Linked DNA regions of Mus musculus: regions 1, 2, 3 and 5 are each linked to region 4. Evidence: chromatin contacts called from public Hi-C, Micro-C and promoter capture Hi-C data. All regions are on one chromosome and are shown on one strand. Each heading gives the region's core, a stretch centred on a gene start, on an enhancer-like site or on the middle of the called end of the contact. The rest is flanking DNA. Distances are from core to core; before and after follow the strand shown.

The links. Promoter capture Hi-C pulls out the DNA fragments that hold promoters and counts their contacts. A called contact is a pair of places that touch in the nucleus more often than the background predicts.
Region 1: a contact with region 4 is called in a promoter capture Hi-C map of cranial neural crest. The contact joins the promoter of Rhob here to the promoter of Atad2b in region 4. A contact is called at or near these places in 3 of 39 promoter capture datasets (cranial neural crest, maxillary cranial neural crest and pre-B cells).
Region 2: a Micro-C map of embryonic stem cells shows a contact between it and region 4, with 2.6 times the contacts expected there. The contact joins the promoter of Gdf7 here to the promoter of Atad2b in region 4. A contact is called at or near these places in 1 of 39 promoter capture datasets (cranial neural crest) and 1 of 484 Hi-C or Micro-C datasets (embryonic stem cells).
Region 3: a Hi-C map of B cells shows a contact between it and region 4, with 5 read pairs. The contact joins the promoter of Ldah here to the promoter of Atad2b in region 4. A contact is called at or near these places in 1 of 39 promoter capture datasets (cranial neural crest) and 1 of 484 Hi-C or Micro-C datasets (B cells).
Region 5: a promoter capture Hi-C map of second pharyngeal arch cranial neural crest shows a contact between it and region 4. The contact joins the promoter of Pum2 here to the promoter of Atad2b in region 4. A contact is called at or near these places in 3 of 39 promoter capture datasets (cranial neural crest, pre-B cells and second pharyngeal arch cranial neural crest).

What each region holds. Positions count from the first base shown.
Region 1 is chr12:8,498,345-8,501,649 of GRCm38.p6, reverse strand. It overlaps Rhob (ras homolog family member B), which reads left to right and starts at 1,641. Exons shown (of 1, transcript NM_007483.3): 1 at 1,641-3,305. The coding sequence starts at 2,018. The coding sequence ends at 2,608.
Region 2 is chr12:8,299,646-8,303,332 of GRCm38.p6, reverse strand. Gdf7 (growth differentiation factor 7) reads left to right here and starts at 1,379. Exons shown (of 2, transcript NM_001312876.1): 1 at 1,379-1,766. The coding sequence starts at 1,400. It also overlaps a transcript of Ldah not described here.
Region 3 is chr12:8,206,482-8,209,757 of GRCm38.p6, reverse strand. It overlaps Ldah (lipid droplet associated hydrolase), which reads right to left and starts at 1,632. Exons shown (of 7, transcript NM_001364261.1): 1 at 1,554-1,632. It overlaps Gm33037 (a long non-coding RNA gene), which reads left to right and starts at 1,625. Exons shown (of 4, transcript XR_381233.4): 1 at 1,625-1,730.
Region 4 is chr12:4,916,100-4,919,566 of GRCm38.p6, reverse strand. It overlaps Atad2b (ATPase family, AAA domain containing 2B), which reads right to left and starts at 2,214. Exons shown (of 28, transcript NM_001362349.1): 1 at 1,646-2,214. The coding sequence starts at 1,858.
Region 5 is chr12:8,672,594-8,676,004 of GRCm38.p6, reverse strand. It overlaps Pum2 (pumilio RNA-binding family member 2), which reads right to left and starts at 1,746. Exons shown (of 21, transcript NM_001160220.1): 1 at 1,525-1,746.

The sequences.
Region 1 (3,305 bases), core at 392-2,891, 3.6 Mb before region 4:
AGAAACTGTAACATGGGGATTATATGTGAAAACATTGGCTGCTTGTGTTTGGTCTGATTATAGCAGGATCTGATGTTAAGAACTAAAAAGTTCCACTTTTGAAAAACTGGGTTAGCTCCCAAAGTCATTTACCCCTCCCCGTTGTTTTCTCTCTCTGTCTCATTTGGTTGCCCAGACTGCCTAGACTTGGAAGGCCAACCCCTGTGCGTCCTGTGTGGCTGGGTCTACAGGTGGGCAGGCCTACCACTGCACGGACCATTTTTACTGCTTCTTTAGGGCCCAGCATAGTGCTAGGTCTTCATGATGCTCAGGTGGGAGGAAATCCTGGCCCTCGGACAACTCACAGTCCAGAGAGAGAGACAAAGAAATGGGTCATAAGGTCATCATGACATGGTCACTGAGAAAGCTTTCTCTTAGCTGGTACCCCTAGCCTAGCCCTCCATGAGGACCCCACGCAGCAATGTTAAGCCATTTCCCCACTTTCTTTCCTCCTTTTTCTTTGTTCAGTTTCTCTTGGGGGCGGGGTAAGGCCCTCTTTGACGCCCTTTGCAGCTTTCTGTCTTTCCTATTTCTTACAGTGGACTGGCTTAAATCCTTTAAGATAGGAAGAGGTGTCATCTCCTGCAGGAAGTGGTAATTCACGAGTTAAGACCTGGTGTGTATGAAGAAACTCCATCCTCTGTACAGAAACCGTGTGCCCACCGGCAAGTTCCCTGCGAGGCCGCATGCCTGCTTTCCCAGCTTGAAGCTTTTCATCTGCTCCATGAGAGTTGTTGGGATAGATGGGTTTCCTTGCACAGTGTACTTCAAGCAGTTCTCTGGCTTTAGGGCGAGAATCAGATGTAATGTGGTAGGACTGGGTGAAGGTTGCCTGCCCAAGCTGGGTGCTTTCTTTTTCAGCGGAGTGCCCTGCACCTCGCTTTCCTTTGTCCTACAGCTGTGTGTCTCCTAGATTCCTCCCCTTATCTTCTTCACCCGGAGACCTAAGTGTGGGCCTTGAAGAGAAAGCCGAGAGGGGACTCACCCAGGCCCACACAATTTACTGTTAGCCTTTCTCAGTGAAAAGGCTGCCCTGGGTAAGTGTCAGAATTCGGCCCAGAGCACACGAGGGGTTAGTTATCTAAACAAAGTTAAGAAAGAACGAAACCCTTGGCTAGGTAACAAAACCGTGCACCGGTGTCTGTTTAAGTGAAAACAAAACCACGTTAAAGGCGCCGCCCCTCCCCCATGCTTGATCACCCGTAGTTCGCTCGGAAGCTAGATAAAGCTGAAGCCCTGGGAGCAGCCAACGCCCCACAAGAGTGTAGCTCGTCTCGGAACTGCCCACCCAGACCCGGAGGGCTCCAGGCTGCCTGCTCCACGATGTCGCACTCAGAGAGGCTGCGACGAAGGCGGGGACCCGGCGGCCACACAACCCCACGGGGCGGGTCGCCGCGCAGACTCCACAGTCAACGCCTCTCCCAGCCCCGCGGACAGGGCAGTCAATCAAGCTAAGGCGAACCCGCCTTCGGACTGCAGCGGGCGACCAATCGGAGCCAAGCTCCGCAGCGATGAGCTCAGCCCTATGGCTTCCCATTGGGTGGCTATATTAAGAAAGTGGCCGGACTCTTTAAATAGCGGGCGCTAGGGCCGCAGCCCGCATCTGCCACCGCAGTTCGGTTGTCGTCGTCTGCGCCCCTGTACCCTAGGTCTAGAGTGAACCCGCCCCGGGAAAGAAGCTAGGCCGGGTCCGCAGCATCAGCCATCACTTCGCACAAAGCAGCGCAGCTCCGGGACCGCCGAGGACCACAGCGGCGCGGCAGCGGCGCGGCGACACTCAGTGCACCGTATGCCCCTGCGCCCCTGCCGAGGCAACCGGAGCGCCCCGAGAGACCGCGCCGCCGCGGGGTCCAGGTGCAGTTAGCGAGCCTAGCCCGCAGCGCGCAGTCGCGGGAGAGCGGGGAGCGGCAAGCAACAGGGAGCGGGACGGCGGCGAGGCGCTCGCGGGCCCCTCCTGCTGCCCGCGCCCGGCGAGCTCATGGCGGCCATCCGCAAGAAGCTGGTGGTGGTGGGCGACGGCGCGTGCGGCAAGACGTGCCTGCTGATCGTGTTCAGTAAAGACGAATTCCCCGAGGTGTACGTGCCCACCGTGTTCGAGAACTATGTGGCGGACATCGAGGTGGACGGCAAGCAGGTGGAGCTGGCGCTGTGGGACACGGCAGGCCAGGAGGACTACGATCGTTTACGGCCGCTCTCCTATCCGGACACCGACGTCATCCTTATGTGCTTCTCGGTGGACAGCCCGGACTCTCTCGAGAACATCCCCGAGAAGTGGGTGCCCGAGGTAAAGCACTTCTGCCCCAATGTGCCCATCATCCTGGTGGCCAACAAAAAAGACCTGCGCAGCGACGAGCATGTCCGCACGGAGCTGGCCCGCATGAAGCAGGAGCCAGTGCGCACGGATGACGGCCGCGCCATGGCGGTGCGCATCCAAGCCTATGACTACCTCGAGTGCTCGGCCAAGACCAAGGAGGGCGTGCGCGAGGTTTTTGAGACGGCCACGCGCGCCGCGCTGCAGAAGCGCTACGGATCCCAGAATGGCTGCATCAACTGCTGCAAGGTGCTATGAGGGACGCGTCCTGCCTCACGCCCTTGCCAGCGTGGCTCCCCCTCCTTGGCCCGGTCGCCCACGAACCGGGAGAAAGGGAGACCCATGCCCCCAAGGACACCACCAGACTGCCTGACATCTGCTGGTGGCTCTGGCTGGTCACGCTGAGAATTAGCGTGGGCACCGAGCTCCCCCTTCCCAGTGTCTGTGTGTGTCCAGCTGTGTGGCACAGGCCTGGGCACCCTGCTGAGTGCCAAGGGGTTCCTGAGCATCCTTTTCTAAAGAGCCAGGCCTCAAAGTGTGGTTGTGTGTGTGTACGACTCCCTACACCCCACCCGACTCCTGCCCCACCCCCGCCTCTGGTTTCCCCAGGGGCACGCAGAGTGGTTGCGCCCCCAGCAGGTTTGCTTGTAACCAGCAAGCCACTACTGTTGCTCCATGTCTGTAACATAGACCCCTGGAATGGCGGGAGGGGAGGGCTGGGGGGAGGATGGGGCTGTTACATAAATACAGATTTTATTTTCGGAGGCAGAATGGTATTGTTTAGTGGTGTGTGGGGCGACCAGGGCCCAGAGCAGCTCCTTTCCCAGGCTGGGTCAGGCGCCCACCCATCCAAGCATGAACTGGACTTGGCCATCTTTCCACACCCTGGGGAAGACATTTGCAACTGACTTGGGGTCGAGAGGAAGCAGCTCAGACAGTGTCTCCTGGGCCAACC
Region 2 (3,687 bases), core at 130-2,629, 3.4 Mb before region 4:
GAGGCCAGCAGCACAGACCGTGGTCCAGGTGCACGCGTGCCTGCTATCCAGAGGGCGAGGTGGGAGTATAAGACTCCAACGCGGGAGCCTGGGCTATGTAGTTTATTAGGAAGAGGCTTTTAGATAGCACCTTGACCTGACTCACGGACCGGGCGTGGATTCTGAGTTTGGTATCCAGAACAATGCTAAAGTAATGGATTTGGGGTCCAGGCTTTTAAATCCCTTGGACAGTTGGTCTATTTTCTGGACATTCTTGCTCTGGGGTTTGTCTGAACTAAATCGACACACATGCTGGCGCCTTCCCCCCTCAGAGCAGGAGTGGGGAGGAAGTTAGCCAAACAAAAGTCCCAGCGTCTGTATGCTCAAGAGTCGCCCAGGCATAGACCAGAGGTGGCCCTTTCCACCCATGCTCATAGAGTGCTATAACCATGCTGGCATCCGAGCGCTATTCCATGGCTTTGCAACGCAGCCTCTGGGCTTGTGGTTGCACTCTTGCCTTTTGCTCTGAAGACCTTGAAGAAATGTGGTCACCTGCCCCACTCTCCCCTTTCCCCGGGCAAATTACTTTGCACATTCAAACCCTGAGACCTAATTTGAGTAGGATTCCGCTGGTCCCCGCCTTCCTAATTCATTAAACCCTTTAAGATTTCAGCTCCTGCTTTGGCTCAAGATGCCCACCCAAAGCTTTTCCGGTCCGTGCCCATCTGTACCCTCCAGCCACTCATCCTTCATCACAGATCCTCTCCCTTTCTCTGGCCTCCCACTGTTATCTTCAGAGGGCTGTGGACGGGAGAGGGTGGCATCCAAATGTGTATCGTAAGCATCCCTAGGAACTCCCTAATGAGCATCCATCAAGGGGGCGTACGGCGAGAAAGCTGGATGGGAGGGGCCCAGTCTTGACTTGGCCCGGGTCTGGCATCCCTAGCACTCACAAGATCACGCGGAGGGCGGTGTTTCTCCATGGAGGAGTCGGGAGGAAGCTGGGCGGGTACGCGAGACGCCCCATCTTCCAGCCAAGGAGTGCGCTGAGGTCTTGGGGCGGAGGGGGGTGGGGGCTCGTAGTACCTTCGGGAGGGGAGGCGGGGCACCGCGTTGTGGCAGGAGCCTCGGGCGGATGGCCTTCTCTTGGCAAGGACAAGGACCAGGCACTACAGCAAGGGGAGGCGACTTCTACCCTGCACTGCGCGATAGGCCTGAGTTGGGGGGCTCAGCGCTGCGGGTTGAACGTTCAGCAGGGGGCGCTGCTCCGAGCGCTGGGCGGGGGTGGGGTGGGAGAGGAGGGGGGCAGCGGCTTGCTGCGCACACTTCCCCCATTATTAAACACTATGTTCAAAAGGCGTCGGGGGACTTCCCGGAGCCACGGAGCCCGTGTCGCGCGGCCGGCCGGCCCAAGGAGCCCATGGACCTGAGCGCTGCCGCCGCGCTGTGTCTCTGGCTGCTGAGCGCTTGCCGTCCCCGCGACGGGCTAGAAGCTGCCGCGGTGCTCCGAGCGGCGGGGGCTGGACCAGCCTGGAGCCCCGGGGGCGGCGGCGGCGGGCGGACCCTCGCCCGGGCTCCAGGCCCTTCAGCTCTCCAGGCCGCTGCGGTTCCGGGTCCCCGAGCTGTGCGCCGCGCTGCGGGTTCTGGCTTCAGGAACGGCTCGGTGGTGCCACACCACTTCATGATGTCGCTTTACAGGAGCCTGGCGGGGAGGGCTCCGGTCGCGGCAGCTTCAGGGCACGGGCGTGTGGACACAATCACCGGCTTCACAGACCAAGCAACTCAAGGTACTTTACGCGTCTTCTGCGCACCAGCCCATCCCGTCTACTCTTGACTGGAGACGAGCCGGGGGAGGCAAGCCTCTGCCCGATTCGATCCTGAACTATGATCCCTATAGTTATCCTCAGGTGCTGGAGAGAAAAAGTTGTCTTCGAAGTCATTGTTCACGAACCCCTAAGCCAGTCAAGGCTTGGTCTCCGAGGGCTAAGGGAGTGGGAGCCGCTCTTCAGAACAGGCTGGCAGGTTCCCCTCAAGCCAAGCGGAGCTCAAGATCCGCTTCTTTGGGGGAAGGGTCTAGTGTAGCCTTGGGCCTGGAGCCCTGGGAGAAGAAAGAAGGGCAGGAGTTGTGGCCTTTGAGTTCCCGCCAAGAGGGACGAGAGCAGTGATGGTAGTGCCTTGTGTTCAGCGGGGGACTGGGGACTATACACAAATTGAAGCTCAGGGGAATTCAGGGTAGAGCAGCTGGTATCCAATTAAAGTCATGGCCTCTCGGTATCAGAAGGACCCCTCTCAGGCAGGCCGTTTCGGGTGGATGGTGGCTTGTGTATGGGAAGAGAGTTTGGGTGCCTGCCTTCCTTCTGTGACAGTAGGCCCCAGCAGCCAGAGTCCAGGGCCTCGGCTTGTGTGGGGAGAAAAGGGATGGTTGGAGCTCAAACATCACATTTTACCCTGTGTAGGGCCCTCCAAAGGTAGGATGTGGGTGGGGTTGTGGGGTGGTTGTAGTATGTGTGTGTCATCTGGCTTTTATTAATCTCCATTGAAGTCATTAAAGCAGACAGATAGGGAAAATTTAACTAATTTCAGGCGGAAATGCAAGTAATTTTGGCTTCAATTCTGCCCAGCCAAAGATCTAGCTTGGAAATCAGGAGGGAAAGGAAGGCAAGTAGGGCTGAAAAGTGAGGCTAGGCAGCCTTTGGCAGTCTGCAGGCCTTTGATACCAGCGTGGGAAAACAGGCTGTGGCTACCACGCATCAGCCATCTCAGAAACACACTCAGTGCGCAGCATGTACGCACAGACAGCTTTGTTTCCATACATAGAACTCTCTGGCCCTGACGGTCCTATGGGGGCACTTAGGACCAGCATCTATTTTCCAAGGGTCTGTCATGGCACGCCACACTGACTGGTGGGATCCTTACAGGAAACTCCAATCCCAGTGTGCAGCAGAATCAGGAAAAACTCCTAACCTGTCCCTGCATAGGACGCTCTCAAGCTGCCAACAGTGAGAGGGGCCTAAAGTAACAGAAGCATCCGACTTTGTTAGGGCTGGCTAAGTGTACAAGGTTATAAAACCAGCTAATTCCTTCCGGCGTAGCTCTGCTCCACCAGCAAGACCCAGAGGCGGGCCACCTTTTCTCCCTCCCTCCCTGGGGAGGTAGCAAGGCCGAGGAAGCGGGGTGAGGCGGAGGCTGCAGAGAAGGGTCTTTGAGAGGAAAAGCAGGGACGGGGAATATGGCCCAGGGCCTCTGTCTAGCTTGCTCCCACCAGCTTCAGTTTAGAACAGAGCTGTGGAGGCAGAACAGTACACCCAGACTGTAGACTTAGAACACCAGGGCCTGGCTCCATGGTTGAGAACAAATCCCCAAAGGTGGGGGGAGTTTGCATGGTCTCTCCGATGGGGCAAAACGAAACCATATGACCCCCTTCAAAGGCAACGCCTTATCTGCTCTTTGGTGGAATTTAAACATTTTTTTTTTGTCTGAGTCCACCCCAAAAGAAAAAGGACCCATGACCAGAAATAAAACCCCAAGCCCGAAATAAATCACACCGGAGCAAAAGAATGAGCAAGTCTGCACCGCAGAAACATCGCCTCCTCTAATCTCTCCGTGAAGGTTCTCTGCGTCTCGCTGTCTTTTCCATTCCCCTTGGTAGCCGCGGGGGCACCAGAAGGAGCCAAGAGCGGGGTTGACGTCGTCGCTATCCTGGCTGAA
Region 3 (3,276 bases), core at 383-2,882, 3.3 Mb before region 4:
GTAATGAGATCTGATGCCCTCTTCTGGAGTGTCTGAAGATAGCTACAGTGTACTTACATATAGTAAATAAATAAATCTTTAAAAAAAAATAAATAAAAGGTTCCTAGAAAATACAAGGGATTTCATTTATTCTTGGTACATGACATACCACCATAAAACTTAATACCTGAAGATATGTTATATTCTCACAGATTGTGTGGGTTAGAAATTTATAGAGTACAGCACAGGCAGTTTTGGAACAATCCAAAGTAGAGTTAGCTAAGAAAAACTCAACAGCTGGCTTTGACTTGTTCACTGGGACAGGGGTCATCTGGAAGTACCTTTATTGATAAGCTTAACAATGAATGCTCTAAAACAAAAATAGGTTGAACACATAATCTTATATTTAATTCATATTTAATCTTTTCACATGGCCAATTTTAATAGGTTCTTGCAGTGCATGTAGGCTGCCTCCTGAGGTTGAGAACAAAGTTGCCTCACCTCTTAGGACCTCACCTCACTAGTCACATAGCATTAGCTCACAACACACTGATAAGCATATTGACCCTTTATGACACAGGCATACAATACAACGTTTCAGAAAAAGTGACCTGATATTTTGCCCATGATGATCTTAAAAGTCTCTCCTACTAACATTCCAACTTCTTCATCAAAGTAGTTTAGAAAAATGTTGAAGGCACCTGGAATGTAATAGTTTCCCAAAGTAAGAAAGAGCTTGATTAAAATATTCTTCTAAGAAGACAGCAAAGCCCAGAAAAATGTAAGAGCACACTAAAGGTCAGAAGCTACCATAAATATTATATAAGAAACAAGAGCAAGGAATTTAAAAGTAATAATTGAAAGAACAAAACTTATGGGGTGGATTATCAGCAGAGTAGTATCAACAAAGAACGAGATGAGAGAACGTGGATAGATCCACAAAATTTACAAACCTGAATTGGTGGGAAACAGTCTAAAAACTCAGCAGTAGCCCCGGGACTTGTACTACAATGACAAATGACCTAAAATTCATGCAACTAGAGTTTCAGAGAAGGCAATGTGGGGCTAAAACACACGTTTTAAGAAAGAGTATCTGGAAACTTCTCAAAATTGGGAAGGGCATAAATCTACAGATTCAAGAAGCTGAGCTTCTCAAGCTGGGGAAATGTATACTATACTATTAGAAGCCATGCATTTTGTAAAACTAAAATAAAAAAAAAAGTTAAAAGCAGTGAAACAACACATCATATGCAAGGGTAAAGGTAATTTTAATGTCAGCAGATTTCTCAGGAGAATCCACGAGGGACAGTGTCGACCACAGATGCCTGGGGAGCCCCAGCGCAGACTTGGATTTATTTCTAGAAGGCTGGCTGCCAGCGCATTGGCTTATCCTTACCCAGGGAGCCTCTGGCGACCTGGCCACAGGTCGGGCGAGTGTAGTGCCATCGCGTACCGCACGGCCTAGCGGCTGTGCACGCGGGGTGATGGCAGCTCAGTTATCCTAGCACCACCCCATGCGCAGCCCACGTGCCCTTCCTCAGACAAACCACACAGTACTGGCAGCATCACCTCACCTGCCCACTCACAAGGTATTGGGGTCGTCCGCCGACGTCTCGGCAAAGCCTCACCAGACCCGGAAGTTCCGCCTGTACTGACGTCACAGCGCCGCGCCGCGCCGGTCCCGGAAGTCGGGACCCGTAGAACGCTTTGCAAGGATCTCCCGTGTGAGAGTTTGGGTGGCAGCTTGATGGGTAGGTGGTTTATAGTCAGCGAGATTGCTGGGAGCAGCACATAGAGCGTTTCTAGCATACCACCTGAATTTTACCCGCTCTCTGTTCTTTGTCGTTTTGGTAAACGAGTTTTTCCTCTCTTTGGAGGTTCTTTCATTCCCCCCCCCCCCCCCATCTGCCCACTTTTCCTTTCTTCCACCACCAGTTGCTTTTCATTCCTGACTCATGATCACAGGAAAGTTGACTCTCAGCTGACCTTAGTGCTAGTATTCAACTTCATATAGTATTCAGTTTCATATTCAGGATAATGCGACCTTCCAGAGCTATTTCCAGCTTACTACAAACTTCAAGATAGTATCCTCAACACTTGGTACAATTGTAGGCAATCAGTGTATTTCTGTCCCCCAAAATACTGTCGCCAATATGGCAGTATTATAGCCAGAAGAAGCATGGAACTTAGAAAGAAAGAAAAAAAAAACCCATAGTAATTATCACACATGGAAAAGCTTTGCGCTTGTATCCAGCACCTCGGTGATAGTACCAACATCACTTATATTTTAACTTAAAAATCTTTTTGTATATTAGTAGCCTGGAGCCTATGGACGCTGGAAGAGGGCACTGGGTTCCCTGGGACCTGAACCACATAAGCCTATGGGTCACCATGTGGGTGCTGAGAATCAATCCTAAATCCTGTGGAAAAGGAGTTAGTGCTCATAACTACTGAACCAACATCCAACTAGCTGTGGAATGTAAACCGATAAATATCTTCATAACCCTTTTTTATCACTTCTACTTTCCACATCCAATAGGTAACATTTAATGAATATAGAAAAAGATATTCATTGTGTTAAGAGTTTTTCATGAACTAATTTTTAAACCCTTAGCATTTCAGTGTGGTCAGTATTAACAAGTGATCACTAGAGTTTGGAGATATAAATACATAAAAGTAAATGATTATGTTACGGTGACCATAGGATATGTACCAAGTGGTGTCAGTTTTATGTGTGTAAATTTCCTGCCAGTAATGCTGTTAAAGGACTACTGACATATCAAGGGCGTCTTTCTGGGTATCTGTTCCATCCTTCTTTCATCCATAGACTACATGACAGAATGCATTGGTGCAGGATTTCTTTTAATTCTTGGATATGCATCTACGATGTAGCATCTAGGTGATTTATGTTTCTGATTTCACTGAACCTGTGCCAGAAATAACTGAAGCAATTCAGACTTTATAGTTGGCCAGAGATTATTTCTGTTAACTGCAGTGTAAAATGAGGTGCGAAGAAACTGACTTTCCCACAGTTAGTTAGGAGAGCTAGGCTCAGGTTACTTGCAGCAGTTTCTGTATTCTTCATGTTTTCTCTGGGCCATCTACTTTTGGAATATACATGTTCTTACTAAGTTGTCATATTTTTGCACACAATGTTCACTTTGCTACATGGCAGACTATGACTGTTGTAGCTTATATAAGTAGCTGAATAGGATGCTCTCTGGAGGCAGAGGCTGGAAGATTTCTGCATTCAAAGTCAGCCAGGTCTACAGAGTGAGTTCTAAGGCAGCCAAGCTT
Region 4 (3,467 bases), core at 965-3,464:
AATGTTTCATTATATCCTTCTAGAAAAACAGTATCTTTCATTCTTCTGGCCATTTAAAAGCTACCAAGTGTTCACTTCTACATTAGACTATTGATTCTTTGCCTTTTAACATCTCCATAACAGCTGCCTGACAAATTACCTCACCTTATTCCTCAGGGGGTGAGGACAGCATGAGATCCCTGAATTCAAAAATGGGACCACAAACTGATCAGTGAGAGATGAGCTAATTGCCTCAGATGAGTTTGACAAGGCTCTAAAGACTAGGCACTCATAGCATGATACAATTACATACTTAGACGCTAAATATTTAATTTGCGCTTTAAGTGTAGAGGACACACTGTTCCTTAAAATTATTTAAGAATGTGATAGCATCAGAAATTTGTACCTTAGGATGGTTTCTGGAGGAAAAAAAAAAACCTCCAGAACACTTAGCTCAACCAAAGAACTCTATACACTCCTAAAAGTCTACTAAATTAAAACAGCTCAAAAATACTTTCCGGATTTCTCACAAAAAAAGATACAATAAATATATTTCATGGCATGGTTGCTGTATATACTAAGCGTATACATAGCATTTCTGTTGTGTATACTAAGATTCATTCTGATTAGTGTCAACACAGAGAAAACGTATAAACAAACCACAACTTTGTAAATCCCTACAAAACCTTGTGTTAAGTTACAAAAATTGTGTGAATTTAAAGGAATATTTTAAATAAAGAACACTGTTCAGTCAAATTACTCTTAGAAAGTTAGCCTCTTTCTAGGCAGAATTAACCCACTCCTTGAATTCAGAACCAATTTCATAGTAACACAAACTTCTCGATGTGCTAGCTTCATGTTTTACACTACAGGTGATAAAAGTTCAGGATCTCAGATCTCATCTCTAAAGAACTAAAGCAACTCTTGCTTCTGCAATTGTACGGACCACAACAACGCTAGTTTGACTTTTGAAAAACATTTCCTTAACAGAAATGTAGAAACCATGTCACGATGGCCATTCGACACGTTTCTTTCTACATACTCCCTTTGTAACTTGAAAGTCCTCTGCTCTCTACAAGAACCTTGGTTAGCTGGCTGGCTCGCCCTACAGCTTACAGCACCGTGTCTGATCTGCCTTGCCTACAGAGGCGTTAAGCGTTGGTTTTGTTTTTAAAGTTGGTGTCAGTGCAGCTACAAACTTTTTTCAGCATCCCTGCCTGCCTGCCTGCCAACTGGAGCTCTGTTCACTTCCTTACCAACTTGAACCACCCCCAAACTAAGTAAACTCAGACAGCGGCAAGAGCTGACACACTTTCAAGAGGGGTTTGACACCGCAGAAAACTTTCACTTCTCTCTTCTCCCCTTCCAAGCCAGGCACTGCAGCCTTAAATTCTTGCTTCCTCTAGAATTCCCTTCTAAAGCCGGGCAAGGACACGGATGGCAGAGCATTCTAATGTCCCCGAAAGGAACCCCAAGAGCCATCTCCCGTGGACTCGAGTGCTGTTCTTTACACAAAAGAACCGGGCCGGCTCAGCTAAGGTGCTGGAGTCGCGGCCCTTCGGCGGCTGCCACCCTCCACCGCACCCGCAAGACGGTCTCCGGCCAGACAAAGCCCGGGCGGCCGGGCCAGCACTTTCAAGCCTCGGCCGTGGGCCGCCGCTCTTACCCGGGCCTCGTCCAGGGCGCCGCCGCTTCCCCCGGCCTTGGCCGCCGGGCAGCTGGCCGCGCGCGTCTTAGAGGAGCGGGTCCGAGAGGAGATGAAATGGCTGCTGCCGCCGGTCGCCCCCGGCTCCGCTCCGGCTCCGGCCCCGGGCCCAGGCCCGGGCCCAGGAGACTTGGACCCGAGAAGGCGCAGAGAGCTCTTCCGGGTGTTCACCATGGTCCAGCCAGGGGGACCGGGTCCACGCCGCGCCCGCCGCTCCCGGGAGAGGCGAGGAAGGCCGGCCCGCCGGCGGGCAGGGGCCAGCGGAGCCTCGCCGGGCCGGCTCGCGTTGCCTCTCCGGGACGCAGGCCCGACAGGCTAGAGCGGAGCAGAAGCCGGCGGCGGCGCGAGGAGGCAGGGAGCGGGAGGCGGAAGCGAGGCTGCAGGCCGGCCGCGCAGACCCTGCGCCCGCTCAGCGGTCCTCAGCGGGAGCCGAGCGGAGCCGCCATGTCTGCCCCTTTCTCTCTCGTTCTCTCTCTATCGAGCTCCGTGCGTCAGGTCTCTGGCGCCGCAGGGCCGACAAGGCCGCTTCTGGACGCGGCCGCTGCGGGGCGCTGCAAGGACGCGCAGCCCTTCCTTCTGCACAGGCCCCGCCTCGACGTGACGTCAGCATCGGCGGGAGGCCTGCGGGGAGGCGCTCTGGGCTGTGAACCCCACAGTGGCCAGCTTTTGCTGCCCTGTCTAGACTGGGGGATGGGCAGAGCCGGCCAGGGCGCAGGATGGGTTTCCGCGTGGAACGTAGTCCGGACCCTTCAACGCCTGGCCAAGACCGAGGACCCCAGATTCCAGACCCCTGCGGTGGCCTGGAGGACGCCAGGAACGGCCGACCAAGCGCGGAGTAGAAGGAATGGAGAGGACGGTGCGGTGCGGAGGGGTTCCAGTTGCCTAGGTACTTTGGGCAAGACCCCTAATGAACTTGGGCTGCACATTGCATGACTGTCCAAATGATAATGGCAATGAATGAAAGAAGTCCCTGCGGTAATCCACGCAAGTTAAACTAAGAAAAAACAACTCTAGGAACTCTGCATCCTTTTTTAAACTCACTATGGAGACCAGGCTAGCCTTGAACTCTGCATTCATCCCAAGCGCCAGGATTAAAGATTTGAACCACTGAACTCAAGTGTTGTTCCCTTTGACTTTAGCCAAGTCTACCGGAGGGATTTTGCAGCATCTTTTATCTCCATCCTACCGGTGTGCAGAATTAAGACAAAACACTTCCAAAGGAAAAAAAGTCAAAGTACTATGTAATTATTAAATTAATGTAATATGGAAAGGTCTGGAATTATAGAGGGAAGAATAAATGTTCATTTCAAAGCATCACAGTTTATCTAAGATAGAGAGCCTAGTCTTTATTTGGGCAGAAATTCCCCTGATTATTACACTAAAAAAGTGAAGAGTGAATAAAGACTAAATAGCTTCATAGTTATAACATTTAGCCATGTAAGACCCCAAACAAAAAATTAATAAGCTTTGTTCAGTCCTCACTATATAGAATGTACAGAGTAGTTGTGTGTATTTATATATATATATATATAAATAAGTAAATAAGTTCAAAGCCAACTTGGTCTACATAGTGAGTTTCAGGACAGGCAGAGCTACATAATGAGACCCTCTGATTCTCAAGAAAGCTCACCAACAAATGGACAAGAGATCAGTAAAGTACAACTGGTGGTAAGAAGCACGAGCCCCTACTTCAAGCAAGGACCTAAGGAACTCCTTTAGAGATACATTCTGAACTACAAAATGAGGGGAAATACATCAAAGAAAGAAAGAAAGAAAGAAAGAA
Region 5 (3,411 bases), core at 497-2,996, 3.8 Mb before region 4:
AAAAAATTACTTTAAAATCTTACTAAATATGAACTACCTAAAGGAACTTTAGACTCAAGACAAAGAAATTTTATTAAATCAGCTTAGATTGTCTGAAAATGTTTAAAAGTGCTCCTGGCAAATCCAGTTAAGGTAAATCTGCTAGACTGATAAAATGAGAAAAATAAAATTAAAGCCCTGAATACTGTAGCAAGTTTCTGAAATAAAAAAGTTATTGTAACTTTTTCATGTCGAACAGCTGTGCTCCAAAACATCAAAGACAACCCTACAGAACTTAATCTCTCCCAGAATCATTTTAAAGACATTCTTCAGTTAAAGAACATGCAGACAATTACTTATGACTGGTCACATGATGTAAATCATTTATAAACAGCAGGATATCGGACTAGCAACAGAGGCTTATTATTAACCAATTAAAAATAATCCATCTTTGTATTTTTAACAGGATTCCTGGCCAGAATTCCCTAAACCATCCTCCATTCACCCGGTCACATGGTTAGGAGTCACGAATCTAAGCGGTGAACAAGCTTCAAACACGCCAAGGTAACTCCTTAAAACTGCTTTCGTGACACACTGTATCGTTTCCAGGCACTGCACCCTGCTAAGCATTTAAAAACATTTCTCCTGAAATCATCACAGAAAACCCCTTCCTCCAGATTTCTTTAAATCTGAAAAAAACTATCATAGCATGTCTTCTTTTGTACATAAAACGTCTGAATTCCATTCCCTTCCCCAAAAGTTCAGCTGTTACAGAATAAAAGGCTACGAGGAAAAAGAAGGGTTTCTAAAGCCGTATTCTTGGAAGAAGCACTAACTTTACACGTGTTCGGCCATAAACTCCGCACAGTTTATTTCCCCTCAAATTTGACCGTATTCACAAGCAAAACTAAGGTTCGAATATCTGAAGTCGCTGTTTTGGTCTTCGGCTTTCAAGTTCCTCGTTCTTCGGGTACCGAAGAGATGTTCCCCTAACAAAAAGCACCACGTTCCTTTCTAAGGCACCTGAACAGGTCGAACCCCAGTCCCGATTTTCTTTCACATTCACATCCGTTTGCCAAGGTTTTCCTGGACACTCGCAGGCCAGAGGACCACCCCGCACCCCAACCTAGCGACCCCCGCCCACCCACCCTCGCTCTCATAAACCCACTCCTTCCGCTTCACCCACTTCCACCTCGCACGTTTCTCTGGATTCACCGTGCTTCTTCCAGACTGTGGGCACCGAGGGGCTGGAGGCCGCCTGGCACCCACACGGATCTGGTCACTAAGGCCGGCAAAGGGCGCGGGGCGCGGGAAGGAAGCGGGAAAGCGGCGAGTGCGCCCCCTCCCCCGCCGGCGCACACCCCCTTCCGGCTCCCCTCCCCCGGCATTGTGCGAGCGGGGCCCAGGCCGCGGCCCGCCGCGATCCCCGCCCAGGCCCGACCCGTTCCCGCCCGAGGCCTGCTCCCGCGGAGGCCGCCACACAAAGCCCAGAGCCGGCCCCCGCGGCGCCCACGGACCCGACGAAGCGAGCGCGGGCTGACTTACAGGGCTGCTGCGGCCGCGCTGCCTCAGCCGGGGGACACCGACCGTTGGGCACCGGCGGCGACGCTCTCGGCCGTCCGTCCTCCCCCTCCGCCTCCGGTGGCGGCGACGTCTTCTTTCTCCTCCTCCTACCTCCCTCCCCCCCACCCCACCTCCTTCTTCTCCTCCCCCTCCTCCTCCGAACCACCGAAGTACCGAGGGTGAGGCACAGAGACTCACAACAACATGGCTGCCGCCGCCGCCTCCCCTCCCCTCCCTCCCCCGCCCACCGGCCGCGCGCAAAGCACTGCGGGAGAAAGGGGGGAGCACTCACCCAGCCGCGACGCCTCGCAGTGAAGTGCGTACTTCTCCCGCGCGCCGGGCGCAGGGGGCCGGCCGGGGCTCCGCGCGTGCGCACTGGCGCGGCGCTCTCCTCGCGGGTGAGGCCGCCATCGGGCGTGCACTTCCCGGCCTTTACCTTCTGGGATCAGGGCTGGCCTGCACGCCGGACCTCTGGCGCTCTGCTCCCGGGGCTGGTCACGCGCCTCGTGTGGTGCTGCAAACCCCCGACTTTCTGTGTGAGACTGAATTTATTCATCCACCGCTTCCTCCCGGATATCTCATTGTTCTCCCTAAACTGCCTGTGTGTAAGCACTGCTGCCCATGCACCCCAAAATTGAAGTCTCTTTCCCCCTACTTCCGGTATGCTGGCACCTACAGGAGTTGTAGACCTTAATACAGCCCTACCGCTCAACGTTTATCTCCCCTTTTCCACTCAAATGTTGGAGGTTTAGGGATAAAAAAAAAATGCACCTTGTTATCGTCTACAGTAGGCAAGTGTTACTGACTTCCTGCAATTGATGAGCCAGGGGTACTGGGTAAGCACAAAAGAAACTACCTTGGCTATGTATCAGACTGAATGTTTTCTTATTACCAGTTACAGAATTGTCTTGCCCTTCCTTGAAATCTGCAGGGAACAACAATGGCTCCAAAGATTTGGTCGCAGTCGTTGGGACCACTTTCTATCACACCTCTCTTGGAGAGTTTAGGCCCTCATGGGACAACTTCCTAATTAATGGCTTACCTCCTGGTTTTGACAATCCAGGGCCTTTTAATTAACTCAGTGTCTTCCCTAGGCATCTGTGAGCTCTACCAGGCTAAGGACTGTATGTGCTTTGTTCATGTGATGTATCCTAGTGCCTGTTAAACACAGCTCTTTGGGTTTTCATCATTATAAAGACAGACTGATTTAAAATTTATCTTGCCGGGCGTGGTGGCGCACGCCTTTAATCCCAGCACTTGGGAGTCAGAGGCAGTCGGATTTCTGAGTTCAAGGCCAGCCTGGTCTACAAAGTGAGTTCCAGGACAGCCAGGGCTATACAGAGAAACCCTGTCTCAAAAAACCAAAACCAAAATAAATAAATAAATAAATAAATAAAAATCTTACTGTTGTATCGCTTTGACAGAATACTAAATCAGGTCATTAATAAAGAAAATAAATTTACTTCCCAAGCGTCTGAAGACTAGGAAGTCCAATGCTAAAAGTAGTGGAAAGATCCTTGGGGCTGTGTAATCAATCCCATGATAAAACTCAAAAGGACAAAAGACCAGGAGGGGAGGGCTTGAGCTTGCTTTTATAATAATCTACTCAAAATAACATATACTCCCTAGATAGTGATACTAATTTATGCAGGAGAGCCCTTTGACTTAATCCCACCTCTTTTTAAATATCAATATGCATGTTTGTGTGTGTACAGGTGCACATGTGTGTGCATGGCACGTGGAGGGATGAGGTTGACACTCTCACTGAGATTTTACTGGGCTGGCCGGCCAGTGAGTCCCAGGAATCCTTTTGTCTCTGTCTGCCAGGCATTGTGATTACCTATAGTTGCCACAATTCCCTGTTTTATA